2 separate regions of the Rattus norvegicus genome follow, and region 2 is linked to region 1. A link is a contact called in public Hi-C data. All regions are on one chromosome and are shown on one strand. Each heading gives the region's core, a stretch centred on a gene start, on an enhancer-like site or on the middle of the called end of the contact. The rest is flanking DNA. Distances are from core to core; before and after follow the strand shown.

What was found. A called contact is a pair of places that touch in the nucleus more often than the background predicts.
Region 2: a contact with region 1 is called in a Hi-C map of Schwann cells, with 9 times the contacts expected there. The contact joins the promoter of Spin1 here to the enhancer-like site in region 1. A contact is called at or near these places in 5 of 12 Hi-C or Micro-C datasets (the A7r5 cell line, Schwann cells, frontal cortex and 2 more).

The regions. Positions count from the first base shown.
Region 1 is chr17:13,932,648-13,940,533 of GRCr8, reverse strand. S1pr3 (sphingosine-1-phosphate receptor 3) reads left to right here. Exons shown (of 2, transcript NM_001271143.1): 2 at 4,331-7,761. The coding sequence starts at 4,477. The coding sequence ends at 5,616. Among named protein-coding and RNA genes, the nearest start is that of S1pr3, 9.4 kb to the left of the region's middle. Within about 2 kb of position 4,458, at least 14 of the 93 cell types and tissues checked have an H3K27ac peak or open chromatin away from gene starts, as enhancers often do. A contact at or near this core is called in Schwann cells, where this site is marked.
Region 2 is chr17:14,254,321-14,262,206 of GRCr8, reverse strand. It overlaps Spin1 (spindlin 1), which reads left to right and starts at 5,145. Exons shown (of 6, transcript NM_001419143.1): 1 at 5,145-5,278.

The DNA of each region.
Region 1 (7,886 bases), core at 3,209-5,708:
TAATTGCTGGTGTCTGCTTCGCTCCCCACCTGTTTTTCTTTCTACTACGCTCACTCTTCTAAAAGATCTGCTCCTGCAGAGAGCCGTGCCTTCCTTCACCTTCTGTCCCCGTTGGAGCAGTGGTCCTCAGCCTCCCTAATGCTGTGACCATCTAATTTAACACAGTTCCTCATGTTGTGGCGACCCTCCCCCAAAGAAAATTTATTTCCCTTGCTACTTCATAACTGTCATTCTGCTACTGTTTGAGATCATGATATGTATGTTTTCCGAGACAGGACTTTGCCAAAGGGTCACAACCCAGAGGTTGAGATCGGATCTGCCCGATTTTTAAAGGGACTTTCTTCCCTCCTGGCTCTGGAGGCAAAAGTCCAAACTTTCCAGGGAGGGATGGGGTGTGTCAAGTGCTGTGGGAGGTTGGGAAAGTGAGACATTGGAAACAATCTGAGTTAGTACATGCACAGGACAGGGGCTGGGAAGATGGCTCGGTCGGGAAAGTGCTCTCCTCTTTTTTTTTTTTTCTTCTTCTTTTTTTCGGAGCTGGGGACTGAACCCAGGGCCTTGCGCTTGCTAGGCAAGTGCTCTACCACTGAGCTAAATCCCCAACCCCAAGTGCTCGCCTCTTAAGCAGGAGGACCCAAGTTCAATTCTTAAAACTCGTGTGCAAAAGCAGGGTGTGGTGGGGCATGTTTGTCATCCCAGCACTAGGGAGGCAGAGACAGGAGGATCCCTGGGGCCTGCTAGCCAGTCAGTCAAGTCAACTGAGCAAATTCCAGGTCAGAGAGAGACTCTGCCTCAAAATAAAAACAAACCACAAGCCCAAGGTAGACATCATCTGAGGAACAACACCTGAAACTGACTCATAGCGGTCACACAGGCACATGTGTGCACATGTGCATACACAAAGGCTAATCTAAGTTCACTCGTCTTCCCCAGAACAAGAAACCTGGAGGGAAACCTTAACTTTCACCAGTGTTGTGAGCTGGGTCTTCAGACATTGTCTATCTGTTCTCAGGACGGAGACCCCGATGGCAGAGCAGGTAGCCCAGTGCTATTTGAAAACAAACCTGGACATCAACACAGCAGGGACAGAGCATAGCATGGCATGGGTTCTCCAGCATCCGTAGGAACTGGCAGACCTGCCCTGTAAGCGGGGAAGGCTCCTGGCTAGCTGCTGTGTCAGGGGACAGCACCCAGGGACGTGAGGTTAGAGCTGATCATCACGCTGGCTTTTCCTGCTTTGGGTGTCTAGTCTTGACTGTCAACTTAAGGACATGTAGGGTCAGCATGGAAACGAATGCCGGCATGGTCTACTTTCTAGATCAGGTTAATTGAAGTGTGTGGGCAGGACCGTCCCATGGGGTGGGGTCCTGGACTGAATAAAACACGGAGAACACCAGCTGACTCGCCTTCATCTCTCTCTGCTTCCCGACTGTGGATGCAGCGTGACCAGCCACCTCCAGCTCCCACTGCCATGCCTTCCCCGCCGTGGTAGACTGCGCCCTTGAACAGGGAGTCAGATAAGCCCCCTTTCCTACGTTGCTTTGGTTGGATGTGCTGTTTCATTTCAGAAAGCTGAGGCTGCTTACGGTTTCCTAGTCTCCTAATGAGAACTTTTGCAATATTTTCCTTAAAGTGATGACAGCCTTGGAGAAAGGTCATGGGGCTGGCCTGACCCTAGACGGTGCCACAGGATGAGCAGAATGTGACGTGGGGGTTGACAGACAGATGAGACTTAAGCTAAGATCAGGAGGCATGGGCTGGGAGTGTGTACAGCTCAGTTAGTAGAGTGTTTGCTTGGCAACCGAGAGGCTTAGCAACCGAGAGGCTTTGACTTCAGTGACCCCACACACCGCATGAAACACCGTGGTGGTTTGAGCTTGTGGTCTCAGCCCTTAGGAGGCAGAGGCAGGGGGGTCAGAACTTCAAGATCATCATAGCAACTCCCATGTAAGGCTAGGTTGCATGATACCTGATGGTGGTGGTGATGATGATGATGATGATGATGATGATGATGGTGATGACGATGATGATGGTGGTGGTGATGATGATGATGATGGGAGGAGGAGGAAGAGGGGGGAGGGGGGTCAGAGTAGAAAGAGACTTGTAGAATTGTCCCGCCTGCCTCGGGGAGAACTTTTAGAAGCCCAGTGAAGAGCTTGGTTGGGTGTGAGAGGATGCGAGCCCTCTCTGTATCACCAGGGTCTCATCCTCAGAGCCGCTCTCTGAAGTTAAAAGAAGGTATAGCAAAGTTTCCACTGGCCAGCGACACTGAGGCTGACCTCAGCTCAAGCCCTCCATGGTCCCAGGCAGCTCAAATAGTTGGACTAGGCTAAGGGTGGTTCCAGGTAGAATGTAGACATCAACTCAGGCAGTTCCTGGGAATTCTGGAACAGCAGATTACCTCCAAAAGCCAGGAAACTAGGAGGTTCCTCTACTGAGAAGCCACCAGCCTCTTCTTCCCAATGTCACCAATGCTAAGGCCTCCCCAGTGATAGAGAGAGAAAAGGTTTACACAAAACCCACTGCTGCCAGGGGGTCTAAGGGGTGCAGAGTTCCCCAGGAGTCACTTGCCCTTCTCAGCCCTATAGCACCATCCATAGAGGAACCCCTGGTATCCTTCAGGGAATAAAGGCCCTATTGGAAGTGGTGTCTTAGACCACTGTCTTAGACCATGTGTCTAGGAACCAAATTTAGGCCGGGAGCTTAAACACTGAATAAATCCTCAGCGGGTACTCAGAGCGGGCTATTTTCAACTCACCTCACTTGGACCTCATTAGAAATTTAAAAATCCAGTAACTTTAATTTAAAATAAGTGATCGTAGAGAGGGAGTTGGAAGGAACAGAAAGAGGTTAGGCCCAGTTGGACAGAGAATTCAGTCCTAGACTTCTGCAGCACGGGGAGCTGGCTTGGGTTCATACAAAGATACGGGCCTCAAACTTGCAAATGTTTAAGGAGTTGAGAATGCTAATGGCTAGACTGTGATCGTTACCAACAGTACACACCTGTCACCATGCCACGCCCACAAAGATGCACAACTAGGCGTGTCCACTACAATAAAAACTGAATGGTAGGCCATGTGCATCAAGCTCTCCTCAGAGCTTCGGAATCACGAATGAATCAAAGGGTGGAGAGGAGACGTAAGCCAGGTGAACACTTCACAGCCCTCTGGGCGGACCTGGGGGAGACAGCTCAGTTGGTGAAGTGCTTGTCGTGCAAGCATGAGTGAAAATTGAGTTCAGGATCCCCCAGCATCTAGGCAGCTTTGGTGGTATGCATCAGTAATCCTAGTGTGGTGGGCAGGTAGACAGGAGAATCCCTGGAACTCAGTGGCCTGCCAATGTGGCTTCATGGGTTCAATGGGCTTCAGGTACAGTCACACACATGGGAACACACGTGCATGCATTTGTGTCACAGGCACACATGCTTATTCTCTCTTATGCACGCACACACACATGTGTGCGCACACACACACACACACACACATGTACACACACACTTATTTGTTCAGGGTCTGGCGTTTGCATTCAAGGCCTTCAAAGCAACCCCCAAGTATCACCTTCCTTCTATGCCCAGGCGTTGTAAACATGCCAATTCATACTCCCTGGCCCAGACTTCTGCCTTTCAAGCCACACTCGGAGTTCATGTCACCACCCTCTCCCCTTCCTTTAACCTCAGCCGCCGCTGCTTCCAGGACGGGTAGCAATTCCTTCCTCCCTGGGCTCTGCTCAGGGCAGTGGCCGCAGGGTTCTCGCTCAGGCTGCTCTTCCTGTCCTCCCTCTGAGGTCAGGCTCTAGGGCTCTCTGCCAGGTGGGCCAAAGGCCCATCCAGACCCCAAAGGAATCAGCCCAAGGAAGTATGAGGTGCTTCTCATGGTACTGCTTCAAACCTCATCAAGGAGGACCCGGAAGTCCTTCAAACACTGTTTTCCTTACTGTGTTTCTCCACCCCTCCTTTTTCACCCTCCTCTCCCGCCTTCCTTCTAACCCTCCCTCCCTCGATTTTCCTCATCCCGAGAAAAATCCGATTCCCTCCACAGCTGGGAATAGGGGTTTACCAGCTCCCACGTGGTGGGTGAGAAGTAACGCGGTATTTTCCTGGTGCCTGGAGATTTCCAAGTCTGCTCCGTGGTTACAAGATTCACAGATTCACACTCTGAGGTTTCTTCTCTGGCAGCTCCAGGCCCCTTCCCCTGGTCTTTTAGAGACTTGGCCTACGTTCCAAGCACTCCCTACACACCAACCCTCCAAATGCGTTAGCATTTTCCACACTTAGAGTTGCTGAATGGTGATCACTTGATCCAAAGTTCCTTCTGCTTTTATCTTCTTACAGAGCCTGTTTCCAACACTCTTGCTGCAGTCAGGCCTGCTGCACGCCTTCAGGAACCCACCACCGCTGTCCCAATTGTCCCCTGAAATGAACGTTCCTGGCGCGCCCTCTCGTGGACTGTTGAGGTAACCATCCGTCTATAGGAAGTCATGGCATCCACGCATGCGCAGGGCCACCCGCCAGTCTTGGGGAATGATACTCTCCGGGAACATTATGATTACGTGGGGAAGCTGGCAGGCAGGCTGCGGGACCCCCCTGAGGGTAGCACCCTCATCACCACCATCCTCTTCTTGGTCACCTGTAGCTTCATCGTCTTGGAGAACCTGATGGTTTTGATTGCCATCTGGAAAAACAATAAATTTCATAACCGCATGTACTTTTTCATCGGCAACTTGGCTCTCTGCGACCTGCTGGCCGGCATAGCCTACAAGGTCAACATTCTGATGTCCGGTAGGAAGACGTTCAGCCTGTCTCCAACAGTGTGGTTCCTCAGGGAGGGCAGTATGTTCGTAGCCCTGGGCGCATCCACATGCAGCTTATTGGCCATTGCCATTGAGCGGCACCTGACCATGATCAAGATGAGGCCGTACGACGCCAACAAGAAGCACCGCGTGTTCCTTCTGATTGGGATGTGCTGGCTAATTGCCTTCTCGCTGGGTGCCCTGCCCATCCTGGGCTGGAACTGCCTGGAGAACTTTCCCGACTGCTCTACCATCTTGCCCCTCTACTCCAAGAAATACATTGCCTTTCTCATCAGCATCTTCACAGCCATTCTGGTGACCATCGTCATCTTGTACGCGCGCATCTACTTCCTGGTCAAGTCCAGCAGCCGCAGGGTGGCCAACCACAACTCCGAGAGATCCATGGCCCTTCTGCGGACCGTAGTGATCGTGGTGAGCGTGTTCATCGCCTGTTGGTCCCCCCTTTTCATCCTCTTCCTCATCGATGTGGCCTGCAGGGCGAAGGAGTGCTCCATCCTCTTCAAGAGTCAGTGGTTCATCATGCTGGCTGTCCTCAACTCGGCCATGAACCCTGTCATCTACACGCTGGCCAGCAAAGAGATGCGGCGTGCTTTCTTCCGGTTGGTGTGCGGCTGTCTGGTCAAGGGCAAGGGGACCCAGGCCTCCCCGATGCAGCCTGCTCTTGACCCGAGCAGAAGTAAATCAAGCTCCAGTAACAACAGCAGCAGCCACTCTCCAAAGGTCAAGGAAGACCTGCCCCATGTGGCTACCTCTTCCTGCGTCACTGACAAAACGAGGTCGCTTCAGAATGGGGTCCTCTGCAAGTGAATGTCTCCACAGGTCAAGCTCTGCAGCCACACCTATTTATTGCACGCATTCGCTTCCACGCGAGGCCTTAGAGATCTTGACCCTGGAGGTCTGCTTGACGTGGCCACCAACTCCTGAGGAGGAGACCCAAGGAGACACCGATACATTTCAGCCCGGACATGGATGTGCCTTATGGGTTGCAGGCTCCATCCTTCTGAATGTACCAAGCTGCTGACGTTGTCCACTCCCTTTGGATGCCGATTTCCCCGGTCCAGGGAGGGCAGGTAGTGATGTGCTATGCACATGCGCTTTGGGATGGAATCTTCCTATCTTCACACTACATTAATTTTCATAGAATGGGTGCTCCTGTATGTGTCTGTCCGTTGCTGTGTTGTACAGAATGTGTATGCCAGGTTTTCCCAGGTGGAGCCCATTACAAAGTGTTGGTCCCCCCACATCTTGTGTAACGGTTGGTCCGAACCTGCAGGCACAGCTGTACCGGATTCAGCATGTGATAAGGTGGTGCGCCTTTCCCGGTGCCCTTGTGCCGGTGTCCTAGCTCATGGCTGTGAAAAGTTACTCAAGTATTCCTTATTCTCAAAAAGCCTCACCCAAGAGCAGCCCAGGTGTGTGGGTCTCACCTTTACATACCCGTGTCCCTCCCTCTTGGGTCCCTTCCATAAGCTTAAGTACATCTGAAAGCCAGATTATGTGATCGTTGAGGCATTTCTGAAAATCACTGAAAAGCCAGCCAGGATCTCTCAAAATGCTGGCATCACTGAAGGAAGAGCCCATGAGGAGAGGCAAGGTGCTCTCCACCGTGGGTCACCCTTCCAGGGGACGGCAGTCTGCTGCATGTAGAGAGTTTCCAGCAGTGACATTCACAAGCCAGCCCTTCAACTGTATGGTACTGAGTTCAGTTCCATGTAGAGAAGCTTGATTCGTGTGTAGAGAAGCTTGATGCCAGTCAGCTTTGCCGCCACCTTTTGCTGGCAAGGAGCTGAAGCTGTCAGCAAAGCTTCTCGTCTCCCTCAATTGTGGACCCTGACCAGGACCCTTCAGTGAGAGGAATCCGCCAGGCTAGGAGGCGTGATGTGGTTCTTTGCACCCTCTTCAGAGAGAACCATTCCCATGCCCATATGATGGGCGCTCCACCGCTTGGACCTGCGTTCCTTTGTCCATCCTGTAAGGAAAACGCTTAGAAGACACCTCTGAAATCCCCTCCCCAAGGACTCTGCCCGCGGGACACACAGGTGGGTATGTTGGAGAGAGCAGCCAGCACCCATGCTCCCAGAACAGTCTTTGGAAGGACTCACACTCGGGGAAACTTCATGTCAGAGCTCCCCATAAGTTGATTAGCATCAGAGACACACCTACCAACCTTTTTAAAGATGATTTTTCTCTCAATGGTTACTTGATGGCATTTGCTCTTGCTTAGGGACACTTTTCCTGGGCCCTAGGTAACCATGGACTGACTAACGAAAGACTTCCCCTGGTGGATATAGGTCACTGCCAGGGAATTCTGCTGGATCATTGGCCTATCTGTCTCTTCTCTACGTCACCGAGAAAATAACTTATTCTCTCATCATGGTGTTGACAAAAAACCCAGGCATTTCTGGGAAAGGAAAGCATGCAAGTGCTGGGCTGAGGGAAAATAACAGGCCAGTGTGTGGGGGAGTTGAGGTGGAAAATGAATGGGGCTTGAGGACGTGCTCTTCCCTAATCGGAATGCTTCGAGGCCATGGATCTGGGTCACTAATATTAATAACACATTGTACATGACTCTGACTTCTCTATATCCTCCTGTGTCTGCTTTCATTCAACAGCCCTTGCAGAGGGCCACACCTACCATCCCCAGCTAGGAGGTGACATTTGTAGAATGACAGAGTGTCGAGCAGTTGAAATTAGAAATACACTAAGACCTAATTGCACTCACTTGATGTATGCCAAATGGAGCAATCATCCGTGACGCCAGTGTGCGCTCCTTTCCCTAGCTAAGCCACCGAGACAGCATTGAGACCGAGTGCACCCAAACCCTCACCCCGAAGGTCGGAAACAAGAGAAGCCAGAGACCCTGGGGCCTGCCCCAGGTAGCGAGTGACCTTTACTACTTGCAGTTTATGTTTGTTAATAATAAATAAAACCAAAAGCCTTTATATAAACCCATCCTGGAGGCCTGTGTGGTATGTTCTACTGTTCTGCAATGACACTCAGGGGGTGTAGTGGTCTTGCTTTTCTCCTAGTACCTGGTCTCGCAGCGTTTCAGGAATAAACCTCACCCATCTTGGTGA
Region 2 (7,886 bases), core at 3,896-6,395, 320 kb before region 1:
CCACATTTGCCTTTTTTTTTTTTTTTTTTTTTGGTTCTTTTTTTCGGAGCTGGGGACCGAACCCAGGGCCTTGCGCTTCCTAGGCAAGCGCTCTACCACGGAGCTAAATCCCCAACCCCCACATTTGCCTTTTATACAGAGCCTGGTGCGCTCACCAGTCTGTACTTGAGGAAGCGCAGCTGGGAGTGGCTGAGAGTCACTTTAAGCAGTGTACTGGGCTGTGCCTGTTCACACATCAGGCTAGGGTTCACTTGGCCATTTTGAGGCTGCTATAGGTTAAACTCGACCTATCCTTAGTACAGAGGTGGATGTAGGGCAAGCCTAGTTTAACAATAGTATACTGATTGTAGCTGTAAGAATTCTGTCTCTAGTACATATGCAGGCCCAACAGCACTGCCCCTGTCCCTGGGAGACCAATGTCATATTACGATCCTTCGGTGAGAGGGGCTGACAAGCAGATGGGTAAATCTACAGTTGCTGGTGCCAGTGGGAGAGCCTGCAGCTTTACTTGAGGTCAACATTTTACTGTGAGAGTATTTGTCCAGAGGCCACACAGCCCACAACTTCTGCCAGCGGCCCACAGATTCAACTATCCTTAAGAGGCCCTCAGGAATATAAGGGAGGATCCTTGACTGCAGAAAAAAAAAAAATTAACAGGAGCCAGGAGGAAGCAAAGCTAGAGTTTATTAAGATATTCAATATAACGTTTAATTTTTTTTTATTCGTGTTGGTGAGTGGCACAGTGCATGTGTGGTGGTCAGATGACGATCCTCAGAAATTGGTTTTCTTTTCACCACAGGGATCCCAGATCACACTCAGGTTGTCAAGGTTGGCTCCAAGCATCCTTACCCCTTGAGCAATCTCATAGGCCCCAGTAGCCCAGTAACATCCGGTGGGGCCTTGAGATTCCCACCATTTAACAGCACCCAAAGACGGACCAGGCTTCCAACGAATGAACCTTTGGGCCACACTTAACTACAACACCAACACAGAGCTTAAGTCAAGTTACTCGTGTGTTTGGCAAATATACTGGATCTTGAACACTTTGGCTGTGCTGAATAATTGTACAATAACAAGGACTGATTTGATAAAGATACAAAGTTATGTTTCAAACATCACATTAACTGTAGTCTAACTTAGGGCTAACCGCCCCTCATGCCTTTGATAGCTATCTCTTTATTTCTGTATCACAAGTGTATTCCTCCTTGAGCAGGAAAACACCCCAAGGAGTCGAGGAACATGGAGACAAAGCAGATCTTGTTCTAGCACCGACTGAGGACTGAGACTTTTCATGTTGGCATTTGTATTTAGTCAGTGTCTTAGTCAGTGTCCCTATTGCTGTGATGAAGCAAAACCAAAAGCAACTTTGGGAAGAAAGGGTTTATTTGGCCTACACTTCCATATCCTAGTCCATCATCAAGGAAGTCAGGACTGGAACTCAAGCAGGGCAGGAACCTGGAGGCAGGAGCTGATGCAGAGGCCATGGAGGGATGCTGCTTACTGGCTTACTTACCCTGGCTTGCTCAGCCTGCTTTCTTATAGAACCCAAGACCATCAGCCCAAGGGAGGAAGGACTGGACCCTTACCCATCAATCACTAATTAAGAAAATGCCCTACAGAAATTCATGCTTAGAACTTGATCCTTATGAAGTCATCTTCTTAATTGAGCTTTCCTCTCAGACGACTTTTGTAGTGAGCCATATTGGATTTGGGCCTGGCAGCTTTGTAACTGCATGGCCACAGTAAAAGTCATGGGATTGTTGGACAGAGGCCTCTCCCATGTATTTACGGCACAGGAAGAAAAGACCAAGTAGTAAACACCCGGTGTCTCCACTGCATGACCTCTGCTGAGCCCGGCTGATGCAAGTAGAACCGACACACCTGGGCCACACCTGGGCCACACCTGGGCGGTGGTCGGTGGTCAATTTACTTCTGCCTTTTGCTTCCTCAGCCTTTATCCTTGAGATTTAGGCTGGTCTTCTCGGATTTCTCCCTAATTAATTCAGGTCTCGTAGTAGTCGGTCTTTTGTTACCTAAGTCAAGAGCCAGGTAGTCAGGAGCCAGGGTTTCCCACTGTGCTTCCCAGATATTTTCTACCTGGAGACTTGGGTATATAAGTGGTGAATAAAGCTACAGGAGACTCTCACTCTCTCTTCCGCTCTCTCACTCTCTCTCCTTCTTCCCTCCCTCTCTCTCTCTCTCTCTTTCCCTCTCTCTTTTCCTCTCTTCCTCTCCTGGCTTGACACGATAACCTGTGTGTGTGTATGTGTGTTTCTTTCATCCCGTAGGCTTTCGCCCGATTCTCGGTACTGTGTCGGTGCTGGCGCCGACAGACTTTAGCTTGTGTCGAGCTGACATAAAACTAGCCAGCATAATCAGTTTGTGGTGGAAGGGAAATTATATGTAGGCCCTCTGGCTAAGGATGCTAAATGTTCACAAAATAACCACGAACCTATTTGTGTAATGTCATATTACGAGATTTTCAGTTATTCACAAAAGTTAGAAAGGCCTGAAGGGACAATTAACAAACCTGTCACTTGGATTCACTAGTTGTTACATTTGTTTTAAATGTCTTTGAAGCCAGCAGATAGTGGAAAAAGCCCTGGCTGCCAACTTTTTTTCCTGTTTTGTCTTTTAAGACAGGGTCTCTCAATGTAGACCAGACTGGCCTCAAACTCAGAAATCTGCCTGCCTTCACCTCTGAGTACTGAGATCCATAGCATGTCCCACCACCGCCCAGCAGTGTCCCATTCGATTTGGATGTGCTGGTTATCCCAGCTCTTGGGAGGAGGAAAGCAGGGGGATGAGAAAGGTGTTCAAGATGGTCTTTGGCTATATAAAATTCTGACCAGCCTGGGCTAGATGAAACCTTGTCCTAAAAACAAAAACCAAACAACCAACTCTCCCTGAATCCAGTTTAGGCATTCTTAGCTCTAGAATGTGGCCCATGTATTTTTGACAGGTTGCTGGAAACCATCAGTAGAGGCAAATTTAAACCAGGAGTGGGGTTAGGGTGGGGGTGTGGTAATGTTTGAAGGGTCTGATGGGTCAGCAGGGTCTGCAAGTGGCCTCAGGTGGGTGGAAGCCACGGAAGACACCAAATGTCCTACAGCGCCCAGGGCAGTCATCCTTAAAACCCTATCATGTGGCCAGGCATTGAGGAGGCTTACCCAGAAGACCTTACCTGCCTGGGCTAACCTATCACATTCTAGGCAGGCTAGACAGCGAGACCCTGTTTCAAGCAAAACAACCCAACACTCTCTTGCTCAAGTTACCAGGTCCATGTCAGTAAGAGCTAGGCGGATGTGAAGGCTACTTTTGGGTGTCAACTTTCCTACATCAGGAATTAAAACCCCAATGACTGGGCCCACGAGTGATAGATTTCTGCTTAATTAAATCATTTGATTGGGGTCTTTGAGGCAAAAAGATAATGCCTTTAACCCAGACCTTTTGAGATGGAAAGAGTCACCTGTAATGTGGCTCTTTTGAAGTGGGAAGACATACCTTTAATCTGGGGCAAGCTTGCTTGCAGCCTATTTAAATGACATGGGATAAGGGAGCTTTTGCTCTTTGCCTGTTTATTCTCTGTCTCACTAGCAAGTCCATTCCTTCACTATCATTATAACCTGCTTGAGATTCCAGCGTATACTGAAGACCAGCCGAGACATTCGGCTTTGGGGACTGAACAACTACTGAATCCCTGGACCTTCTGTTGTTAGACAGTCATTGTTCGATTAACTGAACCACAGCCTGTGAGGTATTCTAACACATACCCTTTCCGTACATATATATTCATTCTGTAAGTTCTGTTCCTCTAGAGAACAGAAAAGCCCAGGAGGATCACCAAGGAAACAGAAGTGTTCTGTACTGTCACTCCAGCCTCCTTCCCATCGCGCCCTTCCTTGTTCCTGTCAGCCTCCACTACCAAACATTAAACACAACAACAAAAGCTAATCATCTCTCAATTCTCTCTAGGATGGCTGCGTCTCTACTGAAATTCGCCCTCTCTTCGGTCTGTGACTATGTTGCTCCTGCCAAGAATGTCATCTGAGACAAGCATTTTAATATGAGCAGGCACATATCAATCTTACTTTGAAAGAAAAAAGGTGCCAGAGAAATCTCTCAAAGAGCTCAGCGAACTAACAACCGTGCTGCAGGTTTGGAGTGCGCAAAGGGCTTTCCAATAACGTCTCGTAATTCGACCTGGCAACACACTGGCAGGAGGCTTATTACAATGCGGCAGTGCTACGGCACTCGAGGAACCAGGTCGGTGACCGCCTGGATCCAGACACTGGGCTAGAGGAGGGTAGGAGACCAGAGCGCGCCAGGCTGAATGCAGACCAAGACGAACCTTCAGGTCCCGCATTTGACTTCCCCTCAATCCAAACCATCCCGGACGTTTCCTCTCTCTCCTTGCCCACAGCCAAACACGTCCTCAAAAGGCATCTTAACTGGAACCAGAGTCGCACGGATTGACGTGCGATCGTGGGAAGTCCTGGCTTGCAGCCTCGCGAGGAGCCCGGGGTGAGATCTAGAATAGCGGCTGCAGCTAGGCCAAGGCCGGGTGTTTGCGGCAGGTGTTCGCAGGAGGCCCTGAGCTTTGCAAGCTGAGCCTAGTTCCTCGGCCTCTGCGCAGTGCGGCGTGCAGTAAGGCGGTGTGTCTTCAAGGGAGCATGGGGAGTCTATCCATATTTTTAAAGGGCTCGCGTCCTGCAGCCCAAAGCTGCTGCTCCGCAGTGACGAGAACGCACCTGCGCTGCGCAAGGTCATGTGACCGAGCCTCATGCATCTCCGCAGCTAGCCAGGCCCGAGACAGACGTAAGGTCCCAGGACAAAGAGGCAGGACGGTTCCTGGAAACCGTCCTCCCGTTGAAGAGTAAATGCCAACGCCCGTTACTCTCCGTTCGTGTTTGTCTTCCCGACCCTGTTCCGCTTCTAAGAGGGCCCGGGTGCGCGTACCGCCCGTGGCTCCCCAGCGCGTACCTGGCAGCTACGGGCGCGCGCCCCACCCTCCAGGTGAGCAGCGCCAGGCCCCGCCCTCGCCCCAAGGCCCCTCCTCCCACTCGCGCCTGCGCAGTGCGTCCGGCGGCGCCGGGCGCCGGGGCGGCGCGGCCGTCGCAGTTCGGCGGGCGCAGTGCGCGTGCGCCGTGGCGGCTAGGGGGCGGGCGGCGGCCGCGGCGAGGAGCGGGGGTGGGGAGGCGCCGTCTGGCTCGGGCTGGGCCGGCGGGGAGCACGAGCGAGCCACGGCGGCCCCGTTGGCAGCCTCGGTGGCCGACAGGTGAGACGCGTGTGGGGCCGGGTGCTGGGCTGTGAGGGGAAAGCGAGTGGGCCTCGCGGCGCGCGTACCCAGGTGAGCACAGCCCGCGGGGCCCCGGGCGCATTGTCCGCGGGCGGCGCCCCTCAGCGCCCCCTGCCGGCCGGGCTCGGTGGGGCCGGGGCGCGGCGGGCTGGGGCCCGGGCGTGCGCGAGTTCCTTTGTTCGTCGCCCCCGCCCGGTCCCCGCCGCCCCCGCCAACATGGCGCTTGCGGGGTCCCTGCCCCAGCCCCGCGGCCGCTTCCCGCGCGCTTTGTTCCGTGCCGGGCGGGGGGCGGGGGCGGGGGCATTGCGTAACCCGGCGGGGGAGGGGCGTGGCGGGACCCCCGCGGCGGGTCACCGCGGTGACGCCCTGCCTGGGGGGCTCGGGCGCGGGCCTGTGTGACCTTGGGTTTGCCTCCCTGAATGCGCCGGATAGATGTGCGGTGCGGATACTGCGTAGCGCCGGGGGTCGCGGTCCCTAGCGGCTTCCTGCACGGATGGTGCGTTCTGGGCCTTTCCGGGAGGAGGGGGTGTCGGGTTGAGAAATGGCTTCAGTCATCCACGTCGTTGCATGCGCATCTCAAAGTTTGTTTACGCAATTGTTTTTATATTGATTTGGTTTCGATGATCTGTGGATTGGGGTTTTTCTCTGTGTGTGTGTGTGTGTGTGTGTGTGTGTAGTCTTCTGGTTTAAAGGCTTGTTTATTTCTCGTGTACATCGTAAAGCCATACAAGAGAAACGTTTAAGTGTTGTAAAGGATTTCAGTGTGACTAGCGAGGAAGATGGTATCCGTATCGAAATGCGAATGCCTCACTAACTTTCCTTGGAATTTTCTGGAAGAAGCTGCAGCCTGGAAGGATTGATGGAGAGTAATTGCCTTCTGCATAGCTTTTGTTAGGGAGAGAAAATGAAACCTGATCTTAGACGTTTTCTTACCTACACATCCTGAGCACACTTCTGAGGTGGTGAAATTTTGGAAAGATAGAAGAGAGGAGGTGTATCTTTAGCCTTCCTTTTCACCATCTCAGCATTTGTTAATAGGCGATCATGATTTACAGGATGTCCATGATCAGATTTCATAATTGTGTATTAACGTTGCCTGCTATATTTATTAAAACGTAGTGTTTCTTCCAATAAGTAAAACGAAATTAGCTTAAAATCCTACCGAAATGCCTAAGAAATGAATCAAGCAAAAGGGCTTTTAGTCTAAATTTGTATCAAGTCTCCTGTACTCTAGACTGGCCTTGAACTCAGTATCCTTCAGCCTGGAGTACAAGCCAGTGAGGGGCCATCTTTTTATACACTTAGGGTTTTTGAAGTGTATGTGTATGGATGTTTTGTCTGCGTATTTGCCTGGTTACCACATCTGTGCCTGGTGCCCAAGGGGTCCAGGAGAGGGCTCTGAACTCCCGGGACTGGAGTCAGACAAATGTGAGTGCTGGGAATCAAACATGGGTCCTTTGGAAGAACAGCCAGTGAGTACTGTTAACCGCTGAGCCATGCTTAAGATCTTTTAAAAATAGATTTTTCACTGTTGAATTTCTCTAGTCAAGCCCACTTTTAGTGTTCAAAGGACATTTTCTAAGACTTTCTGGGATAGCTAAGCTCTGATGTAACCTGTTACATAGGATAGTGTGAGGTTCCACATCCAGTCTTTGCCCTTGGTCAGCCTCACCAGGCCTAGTAACAGAACTGTAACTCCAACTGTTGGGGAGGTTTGGAAGTTCAAGGGCAGCTTGTCTCAAAAAAGTCAGACGTTGTGGTAGAGCAGTTCCTCTTCAGATGCTGGACTCAGGTTTTGCCTCCCAGTACCACAAAGTAACTACAATGTAAACATTCCTTAAATAGAGTAGGCTGTTGCAGGGAATGAAGGCATTCCTTTCATGTTGTTGATAAACTCCCACCACATGCCCCCAGTCTGGATAGAGGCAGAGCTGGCTGCTTAGGTAGTGTCTTTAATTGCCAGCTCCAGAACAAGACAGCTGTATGATCCAGAAGCCCTGAGCCTGAGGCCCTGCCATTCTCTGTCGTTCTGAAGGATGAGGTGCCCTGCTCTTCTCTCCTTAGGATCACAAGTCTCAGTTTTCATTTTGGGACTCTGAAAAATACTGCTATTAGTGGGCTTGGAACTTCCTTTTATGGGGCAGAAGAGGGCTGAAAACAAAGGGTGAAAGGGATTGGTGGACTAAAAGTTACTTCCCTTGCAAAGTGGAAACTGGGAGAAGTCAATAGAAAAACAGCTAGTTCCACATCATATCACTTCAGGATGGGGTTAGCAACTCACAGAGGGGAGAGAATTTGTTTCGTGGATTGAAATGGCCTGCTGGGGAAATCAGGTTGTCTTTGGTTTTTCTGAAGGTCAGATAACTTAGTTTCAGTTTGGGTAGCTTCCATAGGAGTGACTGTTTTGATCTCTGGGAGTCTGGTGCAAGACTGGGCTTGAAGACCATGGCCTCAGGACTTTTATTTGACTGTCCTATGTCGTGTCTCAGGTAGTAGTCCTCCCATTAGAGAACGGTGATGTGAGATTGATGCGATTTGTGTGTGCCTCTTTGTTTTGTGGGTGGTCCAAATTTCACCCTCAAACCAT